2 separate regions of the Danio rerio genome follow, and region 1 is linked to region 2. Evidence: chromatin contacts called from public Micro-C data. All regions are on one chromosome and are shown on one strand. The core of a region is the stretch at or near the end of the contact, and the rest is flanking DNA. Distances in the headings are between cores, read along the strand shown. Region 1 holds the start of svbp (small vasohibin binding protein). Region 2 overlaps cdc42 (cell division cycle 42).

Region 1 (4,308 bases), core at 1,310-3,809, 370 kb before region 2:
GATGAACATAGTCAGTTTCTTGCACAAACCAATAATTTCCCTTCATATTCATATACATATTCACCTCAATATATCATAAAAAGGGTTTTAACTGTATTTATTTATCCTCAAAATCCCAGTATAGTCGGCACAAGTAGTGTAGTGGTTAGTGCATCGACAAATGCACTCCGGTGCTCACGGCAACCTGAGTTTGATTCCAGCCTTGCGGTCCTGAGCCTTCCTCTCTCTCTGCTCCCCATGCTTTCCTGTCAATACTCTCTACTGTTCTATCCAATAAAGGTGAAAACCCCGAAAAAAAATCCCAGTATATCCACAGTTTCATTTAAATCTTAAATGACCAGCCGGTGAGAAAAATAACAGAATATTTTCCAATGTTTAGGTATATTTTTTAAAGTGAAAATGAAATGACAGCACTGTCCAGGGTGGTGCTTTGATAAACATGACACATTATTATGATATGTCTGGTTTTGTGCATACTGACAAGCATTTGTGGCGTGATTGTACAGTTTGATTCAATCCAATACAGTCAAGCATTCTAGAGTGAATACAATTCGGTGTAAATGACGGTGTAAATGAAAGGGTTGATTATCATATGGTTTACAATAATACGGGTAAAATGGTAAGTTACTTAACCCTAACCTGTGTGTTTACTCTGACTGGAGTTCTTCCTCATTCTGATTGTGACTGCATCTGCTTGCAGAAGGCCTCAAATTGCTGCTGTTCAAGTTCGGTCATGACTTTGTTCAGGGCATAAATCTGACACATAAAAAAACAGAAACAGAAAGTTAGTTTCACTATATACGGTAGACCACAGGTGTCAAAGCCAGTTCCTGAAGGGGGTTGCAGCTCTGCACAGTTTAGTTCCAACCTTAATTAAACACACCTGATCAAACTAATTGAGCCCTTCAGTCTTGTTTGAGACCTACAGGTAAGTATGTTGAAGCAGGGCTGGAACTAAACTGGGCAGATCTGCGGCCCTCCAGAAGCTGTAATCAACACCTGTGTTGTAGACCAATCACATCAGACCGAACCAGATCACCTCTGCTCTCTGTCTCTGCTTCAGCTCCTGCTGGGCTGTTTTCTGTTTCGTTCTGTCTCCACGCGTTGGTGTTTGCTGTTTCTGTTTGTCTTTTCGACATGCTGGCTCCATTTCGGAAGCAGATGGACACAATTTGGAGTCAGGATAATTTAGCTGAAATAAAGACAAAAAAGTCAATTAAATAACAGCAACTTACAACATACATACACTACCTGACAAAAGTCTTGTCGGTTATCCCAGTTGTAAGAGCAACAAATAATAACTTGACTTCAAGTTGATCACTTGGAAAAGTGGGAAAAGGTCTGTTGAGCTGCATCCCAATCATCACAAATACTGCAGAAGACCCACTGGAACCCACATAGACCCATGATTCTCACAAAAATCAGTCAAGTTTGGTAAAGGAAAAATCATGGTTTGGGGTTACATTCAATATGGGGGCGTGCGAGAGATCTGCGGAGTGGATGGCAACATCAACAGCCTGAGGTATCGAGACATTTTCGCTGCCCATTACATTACAAACCACAGGAGAGGGCAAATTCTCAAGCAGGATAGCGCTCCTTCTCATACTTCAGCCTCCACATCAAAGCTCCTGAAAGAAGGTCAAGGTGCTCCAGGATTGGCCAGTTCAGTCACCAGATATGAACATTATTGAGCATGTCTGATGTAAGATGGAGGAGGCATTAAAGATGAATTCAAAGAGTCTTGATGAACTCTGGGAGTCCTGCAAGAACGCTTTCTTTGCCATTCCAGATGACTTTATTAATAAGTGATTTGAGTCAGTGCAGAGATGTATGGATGCAGTCCTCTGAGCTCATGATGGAGTCAGACACAATATTCATTCTTTCTCCACTGCAGCATGACTTTATATTCTATACTGAACATTATTTCTGTTAAGTGACGAGACTTTTGTCGAAGCAAAGTCAGACCTTACCGTCCTAATTAAATCATTAACTTAATTATATTAAGACTTGTGTCAGTGAGTGTAACGTTAAAAGGGGATTGCTACTATTCAGATGCCAAAGAAAGGGATTTACTTATTTCTTAAACTCCCAATGTATAGATGCGAATGTCAAAATACAGAAAATTCTAAGTTAAAACTCACTCGTTCGTCTTCTTTTTAGGTCATATTTACACTAATATTATCTATTTAGCTTTTCTCTAAACACTTCCACAGACATATTTGTTGGAAACCACAGACCTCAGACTGAAAACATAAATAGTATGTTATTAAACAAGTTAACATTCAGGGGTTCGTAATTGTTTTCTTGGTATGGATTCAGAAATAAATGCACTAACACATTTAGACTTCTGTTCATTAGTTTAGCAAATTAACCTAACGTTAGCCTGAAATATTTTTTCGATCATTTTATTATCATACTACAAACTCAGTATGTTAAAAACATAAGAAATACAAAAAAACTAAGAAAATGAAAGAACCAAGGGGTGTCCTACCTTATTATTTTTGACGAAAAACAGTCAACGAAGATGAAACGAGTAGCAGTGTGGTGTCACTTATAAATAAACCCGGTCAGGAATTGCGGAAATCCTAAAAGGTTCCTATAACGTTACAATCAAATACGACCGGTTGTATTTCAGTAAAAGTTTTTTTTTTAATATTAACGTCACCTTACTTTATTGTTGAAATCTATTACCCTGGACGTATATAACAACTCTAACAAAAGTCAACAACGATAAACGGCATGCTTATATCAAAAAGCTTAGAGTGGTTCTCTTTGCTTATATGACGCCGTACCTATGCTCATACATTTCTTTTGTGAATTTACACGCTATCATTCATTCATTCATTCATTCATTCATTCATTCATTCATTCATTCATTCATTCATTTTCCTTTGGCTTCCTTTATTCACAAGGGGTCGCCACAGCAGAATGAACCGATAACTTTTGCAGCATAGCTTCGTTTTACACAGCGGATGCCCTTCCAGCTGCAACCTAGGAAACACCCATACACTCTCACATTCACAGTCATATCCTATGGCCAATATTGTTTATTCTATTTACACGCTATATAGACACACAATGTTATACTTTTATAACACATTTATTAATTAACAGACAATGTCTCAACAAGCTCGTCAAGTCAGTGTTTTAGAATTATGCATGTAAACTTTAAAACAATAAAATATAAATAGTTTTAGTTAAAAATGTGACAACTACACTGAAAAAAAAAATATATATATATAAATATATTTTTTTATTTTTTTGCTCGTTCAAACTGCTTATTTAAAATTAGTTGAAACAACACATTTCTTGAGATTTCATTGGGAAAACTTAATTTTTATGTTCAATCCACATAATTTGTCAAAAGGTAACTTAATTCAATCATGTTGTACCAACACAAATTGATTGTGTGGAACTCTGCATTTTTATAGTGCAGCATCAGTATCCCTTACTACCTAGTCTATATTAAATAATAAAGCAATGCGTAGAAAATAAATAACAAAGCATTAAAGACGTTAAATCATGCACAAGTGATTATGTAAAATACCACAATATCAATTGCTTGCAAAAATAAACTGCGCCACTAGAGACCGCCATTATACCGCTGTTGAAAGCCTACTCTGTTGAGACGTTTTTCTTTTTTCCCCGATTGACTCGTGTTAATTTAGTGCCTGCTTATCTTTAAAAAACAACGCCGATGTATGTGCATTTGCTAAATAAACAGATTTTTACCCCATTATTTATGTATGTAGTAACAGTTGAACCGACTGAGCCTAATAAAGTATCCAGAGACTTAAACATCAACGAGCCCCAAATGCGTTCAGTCATTCAGAAATAATAAAAGCATTTCACTCTAGCTTTCAGTGTTCCTAATAAAGGCATAGTTCACCAAAAACAAAAATGTGCAATCATTTACTCACCCTCAAGTGGTTGCAGACCTATATATATATATATATATATATATATATATATATATATATATATATATATATATATATATATATATAGGTCTGCAACCACTTGAGGGTGAGTATATATATATATATATATATATATATATATATATATATATATATATATATATATATATATATATATATATATATATATATATATATATATCATTCATTTTCTTGTCGGCTTAGTCCCTGGCGGAATGAACCGCCAACTAATCCAGCAAGTTTTTACACAGCGGATGCCCTTCCAGCCACAACCCATCTCTGGGAAACATTCACACACACACTCATACACTACAGACAATTTAGCCTACCCAATTCACCTGTACCGCATGTCTTTGGACTGTGGGGG
Region 2 (4,576 bases), core at 831-3,330:
AATTGGTGTTTTATTGACAATGATTATTTCATTTTATTTATTTTGGGCAACAGCATCAAAAGACCTTTCACATCGAAAGCTACTGGTCAGCCACAATACAGCAGATATCTGAAAAACAAAACACTTATACACCGACATCATATAGACCAACTGAACAGTGCAGTGGCTTATTTATATACACTAGGGATGTAACGGTATCAGAATTTCACGGTTCGGTAATACCTCGGTATGAATGTCACGGTACGGTATTTATTGAATCATTTACAGGAAAAAAAAAAACTTTTGAAAATTCTCCAAAAAAGTGCCAAAAGTGTCAATGACATACAAATTAGCCATCTATCTGTAAGCTTTGAAACACTAACTTCAATTTTAATAACAAAAAATTATTAAACCATGTAAAAAAATTAAGTTTCAATTTAGTATTGTTGAAAACTCATCACATTCAACATTTAATCACTCACTCACTTAGATAGAGATGGGTTTAAAGGAAAATTATCATATAATTATAATCTGGTAAAAGCTGGTATCTCTGGGTATTTACAATGTCCCCTGCAACAGAAAAAAAAACCTCTCATTTGGGACTGAGGTTTCTGGGACAAGAGAGATATGACTTGGCCCAGGTTGACAGCAGTGGGTAACGTTGTGCATTGTCTTTCCCCCACTTGAGAAGACAAACCATGAGTGAGATAGAGATCTCTTTGCGGTACAAGTCAATGTCTGCATCAATCTGAACAGTGTGCTGTGTTTCTGCAGTCCCCATGACTGTTATTAGTCGTATTCCCCAACTTGCAGGCACGTGCACACATAGGGCTCAACCTGTGCAGTGCGCATGCCCTTTTTAGTCTTGGATAGAAAAATGCCCTTCCAAAACGATCAAAAGTGCCCCCGCGACGCGACACAACCTCCGTCCAATCCAGCCCTTCAGTAGGCGCGCGACAACACCTCTCTTGAATATGCGCGCTCAACCCCCCCTCGGCGCTTTACAATACGCGCGCCACAACACAGCTGATCAGAACGCGCGCGACAGCACCGCTATTCAGCACGTGCGCGGTGACAACACACGCTTTAGGTTCGATCATTTCCATCTTTTTTTCATCTCCGCTACTAGCAGCACACTCCATTTCCGCATTACTGGATCTGTAGCGACAACAGACCGCAAAGGATTATGGCCACGCCTGGGCTGATGGGAAATGTAGTTTTAGCTACGTCCCGTTCGCTTCATTCGCCTGAGCAAATTTTCTCAGAAGACTTATAGTTTTACCGAGTCATGCGACTTCGGTAATATCGAAAAAAATTAATATTGCGGTATGACGGTATTTACAATACCGTTACATCCCTAATATACACAGAAAATAATATATCCAAAGATGACTTATTCATTTGTAGTTATTTTTAAAACTAACAAAGCCAGCAGAATTCAATTATTTATTTTTATTATTTAGCCTGATATGTTTACTATTGCAAAATATTATAAACATTTCTTTAAATAAAATATAATGTGTCCAATGGGAAAAAAAGTTGATGTTTTTTCAGAATTTCATATATTCCATGCCTAGTTTAAAACGATGATAACTGTCAGTATTGAGTGAACTATCCCTTCAAGAGACAAATTTGCAGGGGGATCATTTTGCATGTAAACCCAGAAACATGATACACAAAAAAAAAAAAAGAAAAAAAAAAAAAAGAGCACAGAGACCAAAATGCATCATCCTGGCTGGTGTGAAGGATTCAAGCTCACCTTTTCTTTGACGTTTTCAAATGAAGAAGGTGAAACAACTGAGAAACAGACTAAGAAGACATCTGTCTGAGGGTAACTCAGGGGTCGTAATCTATCGTAATCTTCCTGACCTGGAGAGAAAGATGGAAATAAAAGCAGAAATTAAAGCACCTAAGAATGCATTTTCTATCCAGAACAACCAATGGACATCATTCAGCCAAGGCACATGCACAGTTAAAGACTCTGGGTCCCACAAATCCTCCAAAAAAGCAGTTCCAAGCTCAACCACCCTCCACAGGAATGTGTGGAATTCTCCAAAGCTCCTGAGGTCTAATTTCTACAACAATGACGATGGTGAATGTTTTTCTTTCCCATCAGCATATGAACTCCACCCTCACTTACAGAAAGACTTAAAAGCCTGAAAATTCCCTTCTATCCAACATATTTCGATTAAAGCTTAATGATGAAAGCTAATTAAAAGAGATATTTATACAGTACCTGCAGTATCAAACAGCCCCAGGGTGTACGGCTCACCACCAATCATAACCGTAACTGCATAGTTATCAAAGACCTGGAAGAGAAGCGAATACTGTAACCATTGTTTTCCTACAACAAATGAATTACAGCCACTGGAATAAAGCAGGAAATTTGACCAAAACGAGACAGGTCATGGCATGACTTTATGTAAGAGAATGCGAAATGAACCGGAAAGCTGTACTCACCGTTGGTACATATTCGGAGGGGAATTTATTAGTTGTATAGGAGATTAATAGACAGGTTTTACCCACTGCACCATCACCAACAACGACGCACTTGATCGTCTGCATAGCTGTGCTTTTATAAATCCACTGCTCTCATTCAAGATCTGCAAAGAAAAACAAGAGCGTTCACACAGGAGAAACATTACTCGTTCATAGCTGGCTCTTCGGTCTCAAGTTCAAAAGGTGTAAATAGACCCACTATAACACGTGGCATTACACAACACCTCCATGTCCACTACTGTCATGTGTGTGTGTGTGTGTGTGGAGCAACAGTGTACAGGACAAACACCGGAGGAAAGCAATAATAACGTGGCTCAAAAATAGATGGACTAAATGTCCATATTTAGTTTTAAAACAATGAATTAATACAGATTTTAAAATAAAACAATTCTCCTAAATATATTAAGAAACTGTCAACTTGGGCTGGTTTTGATTTAACTCAAGTTGAAGTTTAAATCGATTTATTCGAATGAAAATTGTTTTTCACCCTAATACACGACGCTCCCTAACACGGTCCCATTGTTCCCCCCCGATTTGCCATAGAAACACTCAAACAACATGGCAGCGTCAGCGAGCAAATAAGAACTCGGAGAAATGCTGCGCTCTTTGAAATAACATGGGTGCACAAACACACCCGCCAAAAAAATCTACATAATTCAGGCTCTCATTCACACATTCACAATCAAACACGCATTTAAAACTGCACGCCACACATTGTATTTCTCATGATAAGAAGTAAATGGATATGACAATTCAAGGAGAAGATGCGCATATGCGAAGAATAGGCATGGGCTGGTATAATAACCTTGGATAAGAAAAATAATCACAGTTTCACGGTATTGTAATTACTGCTCTAAAATACGTACTTTTTAAATGCCTTTGTAAAAAAAAAAAACTACCTTTCCCTCTATTGAACGCAATTATATTTTAGACCAGTAACTTTTGATGTAGAAGTTCTTTTTCTGCTGAAGATATTGTTGCCCTAAAAACTAAATGAAATAGTTGCGAAAAACAAGAGAAAAATTATTTACATATACCTTGGGAACGGTATAACAGAAAACTTTGGCAGTTTTAAAACCTTAAATTTTTCAAACAGTAGTATACCTTGAAACTGGTTATCGACCCATGCCTAGAAAGGAACTGTTACCAATCTAATGTTGAAATCTAACGTTGCTGTTTCCAGAAAAATTACATGACCCTGCCGCGAAGACGTTAACTGTAAACATTAACACCGACAAAACTCGCTCAGTGCACTACTAATCTACCATATGCAATGACCCCACGCAAATAAAAGCAATGAAATGCAACCCGCGAGCCTAATAAGTAATTTATATGAACTGATATAACACAAAATACAACTAAAACGCTCATTAAAAAAACTAATGAAATAATCTTGAAAAAGGTCCCTTTTTAAGCACTCATTATGAGTTCACCTTCACTGTATTTGTATAAAATAGTTCAATTTAGATTATTATTATTATTATAAATGTCTTGTATGCAATTATAAATAGACTTTGTTAAATTTGAAGACAGATTTTTTTTCTTTAGCATTTTTATGTTCTATAATTAATTATAATTATGATGAGGTTATACATGTTAATAACCTTCAACTCAATTTAGTACATTTATTATTTTTTTTGTGGAAAAAAAAAATCAGGGATGTTTTATAGACCATATCGTCCAGCCCTACTGTCAACCTAGAAATCTAATCTCTATTGAATTTAAAAACATCTTTACTTACACAAATGGCAGAAAGGTGACATTAAGGAAAGGGATCTTGAAATGTCACAAAAAAGTCTCACTTAAAAATCAGCGTCAACGTTTCCCATTAACTTTGAATGGGTGACGTCAAGTGTAGCTGAACTGAATTGTGGCGCCACTTCAGTGGCATTGCTCGCTGCAGAAGTTGGGGATTTTTTAATTTTTCAAACGTCAATAGAAGCATCAGGCAATCAGATTGCTTTATGCAAACACCCTTGCTCAGTGGTCAATTGTGGAATAATTTAATTGGCTAACATTGCTATGAAGATCGCGTCAGCCCCATGCACTCGATCAAGCATTGACGCTGAAGTCCCGTGAGAATGCATGGTAAGAATTA

What was found. A called contact is a pair of places that touch in the nucleus more often than the background predicts.
Region 1: a contact with region 2 is called in a Micro-C map of caudal fin, with 4 times the contacts expected there. The contact joins the promoter of svbp here to the enhancer-like site in region 2. A contact is called at or near these places in 2 of 18 Hi-C or Micro-C datasets (caudal fin and an unstated tissue).

Annotation. Positions count from the first base shown.
Region 1 is chr11:41,933,529-41,937,836 of GRCz12tu, reverse strand. svbp (small vasohibin binding protein) reads right to left here and starts at 2,559. Exons shown (of 3, transcript NM_001202432.2): 1 at 2,492-2,559; 2 at 1,040-1,192; 3 at 1-756. The coding sequence starts at 1,150. The coding sequence ends at 670.
Region 2 is chr11:41,558,730-41,563,305 of GRCz12tu, reverse strand. It overlaps cdc42 (cell division cycle 42), which reads right to left. Exons shown (of 6, transcript NM_200632.2): 2 at 2,440-2,582; 3 at 2,216-2,288; 4 at 1,739-1,848. The coding sequence starts at 2,544. Among named protein-coding and RNA genes, the nearest start is that of cdc42, 15 kb to the right of the region's middle. Within about 2 kb of position 2,080, at least 13 of the 62 cell types and tissues checked have an H3K27ac peak or open chromatin away from gene starts, as enhancers often do. A contact at or near this core is called in caudal fin, where this site is marked.